2 separate regions of the Sus scrofa genome follow, and region 1 is linked to region 2. A link is a contact called in public Hi-C data. All regions are on one chromosome and are shown on one strand. Each heading gives the region's core, a stretch centred on a gene start, on an enhancer-like site or on the middle of the called end of the contact. The rest is flanking DNA. Distances are from core to core; before and after follow the strand shown.

The links. A called contact is a pair of places that touch in the nucleus more often than the background predicts.
Region 1: a Hi-C map of liver shows a contact between it and region 2, with 3 times the contacts expected there. The contact joins the promoter of BTBD9 here to the promoter of CMTR1 in region 2. A contact is called at or near these places in 1 of 5 promoter capture datasets (liver) and 1 of 47 Hi-C or Micro-C datasets (liver).

What each region holds. Positions count from the first base shown.
Region 1 is chr7:34,119,073-34,124,708 of Sscrofa11.1, forward strand. BTBD9 (BTB domain containing 9) reads right to left here and starts at 3,525. Exons shown (of 12, transcript NM_001243303.1): 1 at 3,456-3,525. LOC110261680 (a long non-coding RNA gene) reads left to right here and starts at 3,809. Exons shown (of 5, transcript XR_002346133.1): 1 at 3,809-4,404.
Region 2 is chr7:32,996,407-33,002,830 of Sscrofa11.1, forward strand. CMTR1 (cap-specific mRNA (nucleoside-2'-O-)-methyltransferase 1) reads left to right here and starts at 4,093. Exons shown (of 25, transcript XM_001924210.5): 1 at 4,093-4,254.

The DNA.
Region 1 (5,636 bases), core at 2,275-4,774, 1.1 Mb after region 2:
AACTTTTTTCTTTTAGGGCCCCACCTGCAGCACATGGAAGTTGCCAGCCTAGGGGTCGAGTAGGAGCTGCAGTGAGAGAGGCCAGTGATCAAACTCGCGTTCTAGTGGATACTAGTCAGGTTCTTACCCCGCTGAGCCAACTCCAGTAACACTTTTTTTTAATTGAAGTGTGGCTGATTTACAATGCTGTGTTTAAAAGTGATGAACCTGGAGTTCCTCTTGTGGCTCAGCAGTACTGAATCTGTCTAGTATCTATGAGGATGCAGGTATGATCCTTGGCCCCAATCAGAGGGTTAAGGACCCAGCATTGCTGTGAGCTGCAGTGTAGGGGTGTAGGTTGGCGGCTACAGCTCCAATTCAACCCCCAGCCTGGGAACTTCCATATGCTGCAGACCCTAAAAAGACAAAAAAAAAAAAAAGAGTGATGAACTCTTCTCATAAAAATTATGATTAGTGTTTGTCTCCTCTCATGAATTCCTGGTAACTCAGGTATACTGCATTTTATTCTTTGTCTTCCTAGCCAGCACCCAATAAATATTTGCTGAGTTATTAAATAATGCAACATTTGGTGTTGCAACATTACAAAGGTTGGCAATACAACTTCAGGTTTATGCAACAGTCAAAAGAATGCTCACTTAACAAAAGATGAAGACTAAGGGTTCAATATTTAGCAACAGCACCTTTAACTTTCTCAAATCTTTTTGTCAATATTTTTGAGCACCCTTTCTTCAAATGACCCTTTTCCAGCTAACATTATTTGTATTTTTACAAGGTCAGCGGTAACTACAAACTTCATAGGCCACTAAAGGAGATAATCCTAAGCAAAACTGTGTCACCGAGAGTGGCTGGATAATTGCTTTGGGTACATCATTTCAGGAAATTTCCAATGGATCAGCCCAAGCACATCAGGTAGATTTTAGAAATGAGGACATGCGCTGCTGACTAAGTACAGAAGATACAGACACATTAGTGAGGCATTTATTCTAATTAGTAACTGAAATCAGAGGTATATTGTACCTCTGATTTGGTTCAACTACAGTATTTGGTTCAATCTGATTCTGGTTTAACTACAATATCCTTTCATTTTAAGTAAAGATAACACTTAGTCTTGTCTAAGACTCTACTTTGAGTAACACAACTCCCACCCCTCTCAAGCAGGCTCTATCTTGTTATCAGTGGAATGGTGATAAACCTGCCTTAGTCTTAATACTTGCCCTTCCCCACCTGCTAAACCTTATCTTCCCAAATCTCCCCTATCAGAGACTTCTGCTCCACTCATAGGACATGTAAAGTGCCTCAATATATCACCCAATGACCAAATTCACAGTTTTCTCAACATACGACTATCTCTTCTCTAAGAGAAATTTCACACTTCTTTCAAAGACAAGATCAGGAGTTCCAAATCGTTAACAAATCCGACTAGGAACCATGAGGTTGCGGGTTCAATCCCTAGCCTTGCTCAGTGGGTTAAGGATCCGGCATTGCCATGAGCTGTGGTGTAGGTTGCAGACTCAGCTTGGATCCCGAGTTGCTGTGGCTCTGGCATAGACCGGTGGCTACAGCTCCGATTAGACCCCTAGCCTGGGAACCTCCATATGCCACAGGACAGCCAAAAAAAAAAAAAAAAGAAAATCCAGGAACACTGGCACCCAGCTTCCCAAAGAAGACAGAAGTCTAGTTCTCTGCCCTAGAAAAGGCAAAAAAAAAAAAAAAAGAAAGAAAAAGAAAAATGACAAAGACAAGATCAAATCTTACCTCTCCCAAAGAATTCACTCACTCAGCCCACAAGTCTTATCTCTTCTAAACTTCTACTACACTCAAAAGTATAGCATTTCACATAACACCTGTTTACACACCTCATTTGGTTTCATAATTATATTACATGTTTTATTTTCCTAGCTAGACTGTTTGCTTTTAAAGGGGGAAAAAAAAAAAAACAGGTCTTTTATGTCATTTGTAATCCCACAATCCTCTTCCCACATATAGCATAATAACGGGCAGAGGGGACAAAGGTATTAACTACTTGAAGGACTGAGTTAAATGCTTGCTATACACTGACCCATGACTTATCCGTGGTGTCATATATAATAAATATTTATTACGTGCCTATCCTGTGGCAGGCACTTTCGTAGGTACTAGAGATATGGCCCTGAAGAAAACAAACATGATTTCTGTCCTAAAAGGTATTGTATTTCAGCGCGCAAGATACTGAATTCCAAGTAACGGAGCAAGGTTGTCACTGGTTCCAAGATGAAAGAACCTCAAGCAACATACTTTACAGATCCTCAGTGATGCAACTGAATCACAGAATTTTAACGCTAAATGGAAAGTTACAAGTTGTTTTTTTTTAATTTCCTGCACAAATCATGATTAAATGTCAGTATAGTCTCTTTCTGCCGGTTCTAGGCACTGCCTTCATCAACAGTCAGAAAAGGCTGACTGCTTTTCTACCTCCCATACTCCATTCTCCCAAGCATGGTCACTACACCCATCACACATCTACCCACGAGGGAGTCCAGCGCATCAAGAAGAAAGCACTGGACTGATAATTAGCTGCACCTTTCCAATCAAGCTTGTAAGACCATCTACATTTTCTAGCCCACACGCCGAACAGAATCTGTATTTTCTGCCTAGTAAACAGCAAGCCTCCATTACTTTTAAGAAAAACAAAAACCACCGCCTCCACACTTCCTTGGCCCTAATAATGACAGAAGAGCAACATAGTTTAGGGAAATAAAACAGGTGATTTGAGTATAGGAAGAAGAACCATAGATGGCTATCTGTCCCTTGGCTTCAAAATCTGCAGCAACAATGTGATAAAAATGCTCAGGGCCGCCAAAGTTTTGTGCGTGCATTAAACACGTGCACACACCCATGAAGTTGGAAACACCAGGCAACAGGTTGGCCGCCCCCTCTACACTGACAGATCGCCTTCCCCAGGTCGTGGGTGTGTCTGATGCCGCACGCAGGCACAGATTCACAACTCTCTCCATAACAACCCTCTCCTCCTCGGGGCCCAGCCAGGGCAGGGGCGTTGAAGGCCCCAGCAATGCCAAACTTTCCGAACCCCAATCACAGCGTCCCCGGTTCCGCCTCGGCCAGGTCTCGAGGGGCAGCAGGTGAGGCTACTCCGGGAACCCGGGCTTCTCGGGATTCCGACTTCTCGGTCCGAAGCCTGGCAGAGCCACCCCGAACCACCGCCCCACCCCGACGCCTGCTCCCCACGACACCTTTCAGGACTAAAGAGGCTTCGCTGATCCCCGGCTGCCGCTTGCCAGAGCGCCCGCGCCCAAGAATTGACCCTCGTCAGCCCCCGTCCCCGCTCTGTCCCCGCTCCTTCCCCGCCCCCGGAGAAAGCGGCTGCGGGGCATGGAGGGGAGCGCGTCCCCGCGCCCCGGGCCCGCGCAGCAGGTGCGGCCAGGCCCCACCTCCCCAGCGAGGCCGCGGCTACTCACTCCCACGATGTTCCTCTGCGACCTCGCCGCGGGCACAGACGCCTCTTCCGCCCGCTTCGCACCCCCCTCGTAGCCACCGCCCCCTCGGCCGCTGCCGTCACCGCCGTCCTCGCCACCGCCGCCGCCGCGGCGCGCGTCCGCTCTCACGCACACCGCCGTGGCCGCGCACGCGCCTCTGCGCGCTGGCGTCACTTAGCAACCGATCGGTGGCGGGCCCGCGGGATCCGGGGATTTAGGACCCGGAGTTACCTCCCGCGGGTTTTGCGGCTTACCCCACCCGCGAGACCCGCTGCCCTCTAGAGTAGGGGGCCCCAGGGTGTGGCCGTCCTGCCGGCACCTGGCTCAGGGTAAGTCATGTCAGTGTACGTCACTGTTTGGCGTAACTGATTGCGTCACTGCAAGTGGGAAGGTCCCTGTCGCAATCGCTGGGGCGCCCGTGGAAAGAGCAGCGGCCTTGTCCAGAGTTGGGAGGACACCACGGCCAGTTCTGCAGCGTTCAGGAAGTCTCTCCAAAGACTGGGACCAGAAGGGGCTGAGTGCACGGCTAATGTGGAAGACCGCTGAATGACACTCGTTCACTAGCAGCAGCGTGTGACGGACCTGGCCTAATTCCCCAGACTGTTTCCTCATTTTATAAATGAGGATAACTACCCATTCTGCCTACGTTGGAGAATTGTGCGGCTAAAAGAAAATAATGTATGCAAAGGTGTTTTTAAAGTATAAGGCTCACTGGACTTTAAAACATCTTTTTTATAAGAGAAAACAGTCGGGCAAGAGCAGTTAAGAGCCTGGACTTTGGAGTCAGGGAAACCTAGGTACAAATCTGATCCTGCTTGTTGGACAGTCAATTCTGCTTGATCTGTGGGCAAACTGGAGGTCCGGGGTGTGGGGATTTGGAGACAATAACTGGAAAGCATGCTTAATTCCAGACAAAGTTTCGTGAGTAAAGGTATGCAAGTGAAAATGGACAGAAAGAGCAAAGCTTGAGGCAGAAGACCATTACGAGGTCATAGCTGTACTCCACATAAGAAGTGGTCAGAGGCTTAACCAAAGCATTGGCAGTGGGAATAGGCAGAGGAAGGGATAGAGGTGAGCACTGTTGAGGTAGTAGAGTTGACAGCACTGAGTGAGGGAAAGACAAGTAGGCCAAGTTTCTAGTATGGGTGCCGGGGTAAATGGTGGGGACATTTAACAAGATGTGAAGAAGAATGAGTCTAAGTTATCTACAAGTTTCTTTCTTTTTTTTTTTTTTTTTTTTTTGTCTTTTTGCCTTTTCTAGGGCCACTTCCGAGGCATATGGAGGTTCCCAGGCTAGGGGTCTAATTGGAACTGTAGCCACTGGCCTATGCCAGAGCCACAGCAATGCGGGATCCGTGCCACATCTTCGACCTACACCACAGCTCAAGGCAATGCTGGATCCATAACCCACTGAGCAAGGCCAGGGACTGAACCCGAAACCTCATGGTTCCTAGTCAGATTCCGTTAACCACTGAGGATTCGTTAACCACTGTGCCACGATGGGAACGTCTATAAGTTTCTGATCTAAGGTACTAGATAATAACAGTGACAGTCCGAGGAGGATGATCAGATTTGTGGGATATGATGATAAGTTCAAAAATGGATATGTTGGGGAAACATTTATTCTTCACTCATCATGTTTCCTTCAATACAAAGTAACATTCATTTGTACATAATATAATCCTGGCTTCTCACTGCACCTGCCTCCAGCTCACTCCTCGCTGGAGCAGTGATTTCCTGGCTGATGAAATTAAAAGGAGAAAATGGATATGTGTAGCCCATACCATTTTTTCTTCTTAAAGCTTCTGGAGTCCCCTCATGGCCCAGCAGGTTAAGGATTCAGTGTTGTACTGCTGTGGCTCCAGTCACTGCTGTGGCACAGGTTCAGTCCCTGACCCAGGAGCTATCACATGCTGTGGGTGTAGCCAAAAAAAAAAAAAAAGAAAGAAAGAAAAAAGAAAAGAAGAAAAGAAAGCTTCCATTAGGGAAATTTGTGTTCTCTGATTCACCAGGAGCAGGGCCTAGGGGTGGGATTGAGGGTGCCTAGTCCAGGAATACAAGTTAGTAAAGCTATTTTTTTTTTTTTTTTTGTCTTTCTAGGGCTGCACCCATAGCATATGGAGGTTCCCAGTCTGGGGGAGGGGGGGGTCAAATCAGAGCTAC
Region 2 (6,424 bases), core at 2,843-5,342:
TTTGTTTCCACTGTGCCATGATGGGAACTCCTTGTAACTCTATTTTTAACTTTTTGAGGAAACTCCATATTGCTTTCCATAGTGTACCATTTAACATTCCCACCAACAGTACATTAGGTTTCCAGTTTCTCCACACCCTCACAACACTTGCTATTTTCTGGGTCTTTTTGATAGTGGTCGTCCAGGTGAATGTGAAGTGATGAAGTGAAGCAGTTTCTATAATGATTTATGATATTGAGCATATTTTCATATGCTTGTTGGCTATTTCTATACTTCTTTGTATATTCAATGCTTTTGTTATTTTTTTTTTTTTTAAGGGCCGTATGTATGGCATATGGAAGTTCCCAGGCTAGGGGTCGAATCCAAGCTATAGTTGCTGGCCTATGCCACAGCCTCAGCAACTGGGGATCCGAGCCAAGTCCATGACCTATAACACAGCTCATAGCAACACCGGATCTTCAACCCATGGAACGAGACCAGGGATCGAACCTGCATCCTCATGGATCTTAGTTGAGTTCGTTAACCACTGAGCCATGAAGGGAATGCCCGCTTTTGTTAATTTTTAAATTGGGCTATTTGTTTTTGTTGTTGCTCTTGTACAATATCTGTTATAAAAATCTTTGTCTCTTACAAGATACAAGAATAATAGACAAAAGTCAATCACTTTCCTATATACCAGCAATGAACAAATGGGATTTGAAATTAAAAACACAATACTATTAATGTTAGCATTCCCTAAAATGAAATCCTTAGGTATAAATTTAACAAAATATATACAAGATCTATAGGAGGAAAATTATAAAACTCTGATGAATGAAATCAAATAATTAAATAAAACAGAAAGCTATTCCATGTTCATGGATAGGAATACTCAATACTCTTTTAATGTCAGTTCTTCCCAATATATCTATAGATTCAACAAAATTCAAAATCCCCACAAGTTACTTTATGGATATTGACAAACTAAATCTAAAGTTTATGTGGATAGACAAAAGATCCAGAATAGCCAACATATTATTGAAGAAAAAAACCAGGTTTGAGGACTGATATTACCCAACATGAAGACTATAAAGCTACAGTGATCAAGATATAGCAAAGGGGAGTTCCTGCTGTGGTACAGTGGTTTGGCGGCATCTCTGCAGCAGCAGGATGCAGGTTCAATCCCCAGCACAGCACAGTGGGTGAAAGGATCGGGCATTGCCGAAGCTGGGAAATAGGTCATAGCTGCAGCTGGGATCTGATCCCTGGCCTGGGAACTCCATATGCTGCAGGGTGGCCAAAAAAGAAAAAAAAAGATGTAGCACAGGAACAGACAAATAGATTAATAGAAATAGAGAGCCCAGAAATAGACCTGCATAAATATAGCCAACTGATTCTTTGACAAAGGAGAAATGGCAATACAATGGAGCAAAGATAGTCTTTTCAAAAAATAGTACTATGGAGTTCCCGTCGTGGTGCAGTGGTTAACGATTCCGACTAGGAACCATGAGGTTGCGGGTTCGATCCCTGCCCTTGCTCAGTGGGTTAACGATCCGGCGTTGCCGTGAGCTGTGGTGTAGGTTGCAGACGCGGCTCGGATCCTGCGTTGCTGTGGCTCTGGCGTAGGCCAGTGGCTACAGCTCCGATTCAACCCCTAGCCTGGGAACCTCCATATGCTGCGAGAGCGGCCCAAGAAATAGCAAAAAGACAAAAAAAAAAAAAAAAAAAAAATAGTACTAGAACAACTGGATATCCAAATTGAAAAAAAATGAACCAAGGTGTTCCTGTCGTGGCTTAGTAGTTAATGAACCTGTCTGGTATCCATGAGAATGAGGGTTTGATCCCTGGCCTTGCTCAGTGGATTAAGGATCCGGTATTGCTGTGAGCTGTGGTGTAGGCTGCAGACATGGCTTGGATCCTGTGTTGCTGTGGCTGTGATGTAGGCAGTTGTAGCTCCAATTTGAGCCCTAGCCTGAGAACCTCCATATGCCATGGCTTCGGCCCTAAAAAGACAGGAGACAAAAAAAAAAAAAAAAAAAAAAATTAGCAGAGACACAGATCTTGCATCTTTCACAAAAATTAATTCCAAATGGATCATAGAACTAATTGTAAAACACAAAATTATGAAACTTTTAGAAGAGAACTTTGGCACAAACGTAGGTGACCTTTGGTATGATTATAAATTTTTAGATACAACATCAAAGGAATGATCCATGAAAGAAATAAGTGACATACTGGACTTTGTTTTTTGTTTTTTTTTTTTGTCTTTTTGCCATTTCTTGGGCCGCTCCCACAGCATATGGAGGTTCCCAGGCTAGGGGTCCAACTGGAGCTGTAACTGCCAGCCTACGCCAGAGCCACAGCAATGCAGGATCCGAGCTGCCTCTGCGACCTACACCACAGCTCACGGCAACTCCGGATTGTTAACCCACTGAACAAGGGCAGGGATCGAACCCGAAACCTCATGGTTAGTTGGGTTTGTTAACCACTGAGCCACTATGGGAACTCCAGTTTTTTTTTTTTTTTTTTTTTTTTTTTTTTTTCTTTTAATGGCTTCACCTGCAGCTGATTGAAGTTCACAAGCCAGGGATGGAATCCTAGCTGCAACTGTGACCTACTATGCAGCTGCAGCAATGCTGGCTCTTTAAGCCACTGTTCTGGGTTGGGAATCAAACTGACAGCCTTAGCAGATACTCTGGCTGCTGCAGAGACAATGCCGGGTCCTTAACCTGCTGTGCTACATCAGGAACTCCAGTTGCTTGTTTGTTTAAATCACTTTGGTTTTGGGGAGAATGCACTACAGGGATCCCAGCTGGAGACAGGCACAATGATTTGGAGATTACTGGAGAAATTCTGATGAGAAAGGGTGACTGCACCATTGGTGGCAATGGGAATGGAGAAGAGTGGACAGATTTGAGAATTAGTAGGTAAATTAATTAGTAGGTAAGTGCATATTGGTGCCTACAGGGAATGAGGAAGGTTGGGCCCCCCTCATATTTATGTTTGGACCAATGGTGGTGACTCTGACAGGAAAAAGAGCAGGCTTATGGGTGAACAGAAGGTCTGACCTGAATTTATGGGTGTGAGGTGACCGAGTGGGGATGTTCGGAAGACTTTTGGCTACGTTGGTCTGAAGATTGGAAGAGAGGTTTGGCATTGGAAGCCATCTGTGTCCATATGGTAAGATGGCATAGGTGGCACTCCTTTTTTCCTCAGGATCTTTGTTCCGTATCTGCAGTGGATGTACCATATGCTGCACGTTGGGGATACAACGGTGAACAAGAAGACTGGGTTTCTGGAGTTCCTGTCATGGTGCAGCAGAAAGGAATCCGACTAGGAACCATGAGGTTTTGGGTTTGATCCCTGGCCTTGCTAAGTGGGTTAAGGATCCGGTGTTGCCCGTGAGCTGTGGTGTAGGTCGCAGACACAGCTTAGATCTGGTGTTGCTGTGGCTGTGGTGTAGACTGGCGAAACAGCTCCAATTCGACCCCTAGCCTGGGAACCTCCACCAGCGGCCTAAAAAAAAAAAAAAAGACTGAATTTCTGCTCTCAAGTGTCTTAATCTATAAAATTAAAATGATCTATAAAATCAAAATAATAGTGATATTAAGAGAGATGAGTTGGAAGTTCCTGTTGTGGCTCAGCAGCAAGACGTCCGACTAGTATCCAGGAGGATCCATGAGGACGCGGATTCCATCCATCCCTGGCCTCACTCAGTGTATTTCCGATCCTGCGTTGCTTGAGCTGTGGTGTAGGTCGCAGACACGGCTTGGATCCTGCGATGCTGTGGCTGTGGTGTAGGCCCAGGGAACTTCCATATACCGCAGGTGCGGCCCTAAAATGCAAAAAAAGAAAAAAGAAAAAAAAAAGAAAGAGAGAGAGAGCTGAGTTGAATTCCGTTCTCGTTCCCAGAGCAGAAAAAGATACTTGCATACTTTAGCTTTTATAACCTGTTCGGGCTGGGTCTTTTGCGCAGGCGCCCTGGACTGCCCTGGGGGCAGGGGGTGGGGCGGGCCTGAACCGAGAGCTCTGCCCCGGGGCCTGGGCCCGGGAGGGTGGAGGGAGTGGGCTGCCCTGACGTCATCAAGCTGCGCGGCCCGCAGGGCGGGACCCAGAGCGCGACAGCGCGGCCGGCAGATCCGGGCGGGCTTGTGGGGAAGCGAAACTGAGGGAGGAGGCGGCTCTGGCAGCGGCAGGGCCAGGCCTGGTGGCGGCGGCATCGGCGGCCTGATTCCCCCCTCTCCGCTCCTTGGCAGCTCGCCCTCTTCCCTCAGCGTGAGTGCCGACGCGCGGCCCGGGGGGAGCGAGCGGGCGGGCGCGCGGGCTCAGCATCCACTCCTCTGCCGCTGCCTCGGCCCCCCCACCGGCGGTCGTGACCCTCACCGCCCCCTCTCTCTCCTCTCCTCCCTTATACCCTTTCCCCCCGCGCCCTCTCCCCAATTCTCCAGCTCCGCGCAGCCCGAGCTGCTGCTGACAAACGTCTTGCGCACACATTCACACACTCACGTTATCTACAAATGAAGACTGGCCCGGGGTTTATGGGAGCTCTTCTCTTACCCGTATGAATAGGGATGGCAGTGCAAAACCGAGGCCCGGGGAGGGAAGACTGGAGAGGGAATTTGAACCCTTAACCTTGGGGAGCAGCAGGTAGAACCAGGCCTTCTGCCTTCCACGTAGAAGTTCCCTGCCAGGACACATTCTTTTGCCCTGTGTAGGTCACTTGAGCTGGGCACTGGTTAGCTGTGTGGCCTTACCCTCTCGGGCCTCAGTTTTTTTTTGTAGTGGAAAAGGGGAAGGTTGGGTGAGGTGATTTAGGAAGGCCCAAATCTATGGTGGTTTGGGAGGAGCATCAGTCTCCTGCTTTTCGCACACTGCTTCTCCTTTCCTTTCACCCACCTAAACCCAGTTACTGAGTGCTTCCAGTCTCCCGCAGAGTCGCTAAGAATCAGAAGGCCAGTTTTTGCTTAAGTTATAGGCCTTTTGGGGGGCCTTTTTTTTGGGTGGGGGGGAATTTAAGACCGCCCTTTAAAGTGAAATGTGGCGCAGCCTGGTTTTGCTTTCTGTTTATTCAACGGTCTCCCGTTCTTTCTACTGGCCCAGGGTAGCTCCTGCCTGTCCCTAGTAAGAGGCTGCCTCCTTAGGAAGGATGAGATTTTTTTTTGTTGGGTTAGCCGACTCATCCTTGAGCTGGAGAGAAGTGAAAGGTGATTCATGTTTGAATCATGAAGGGATCAGTGGTATCTTTGGATCTCATCACTCTCTCGCTGCTGTGACCCATGCACCTCTCCTCTACCAAGGAATTGCAGCCCAGGTGGTCACCCACCTGTTTTGAGTACTTTCTCTTTTCTGAGTTCTCTTACAGCAAACAGTAGAGTGTAAACCACACTGTATTCACTTCTACTTTTGCTTTTTCTTTAATTTGATCGTTCATTAAGCTTTCAGGAATCTCATCATCACTTTATTTCATCTCATTTTTTTCCCCCTTCATGCCCTCCTCTCATGCTTACTCATGGGCATGGATGATGGTGACATGGTGCCTTTGCTGTTTCCATTCTTTTTTGTGGACGTGGGGTTCTTGTCCTTAAAATTATTGTTTCGGTACATAGGTCCTAGGATAGGCTATCTCCGGTCCCACTAGTTTTCCCATTCTTCTGTTTTCTCGGTCCTAAGTCAACCACAGCTTCCATTCCTTACTCTGTTTAAAAAATTTCCCAATTCTTCCATGTTTTAAACATCCTGAAGTAAATCAAAACCCAGTATTTGTATCATACTGTGTAATCTCTCAATTGTCCTGGTACAATAATAATAGTGATGAGAGCAGTCATTCTAGGATGGTCTTCTCAATCTGGAAATATATTTTCATTTTATGGCCACACTCGTAAGCATATAGAAGTTCCCAGGCTAGGGACTGAATCTGCGCCAAAGCTTCAACCTGAGCTACAGCTAGGGCAATACTGTCCTTTAACCCACTGCACCTGGTCAGAGATTGAACCCATGCTTCTACAACACCCAGAGTTGCTGAAGTTGGATTCCTAACCTACAGCACTACGGCTGGGAACTCTGGAAATATTTGTGGATAGTCATTAGCTTTCACAGTTAATTTCCATTGTACAGTGGTGTCACACATGGGCAATGTTGTATGAAAAATGTAGAATAACAACCGCCTATGGTGTTTTTCCCTCTATGGCTTGTGGAGTTGATCTATGACTTTGGTATCTAACACCAGTGGCCCAGGGGCTTCTGGGTCTGTGAACACCACATTATCCAATAAATTCCACATTTTTCAATCAGAGCTTGGCTAGTGTCCTTCTTGGACCTCATTCTGAGGAAGAAGCTACTCAAGTGCTGGCACTGCAAGCTGTTTGGGGTTGCCAGCTTTCATCCCATTGATGGTTTGTATTTTGGAGTCCCTGCTGTGAGCCTTGTGGCTCTGACAAGGGCAGCT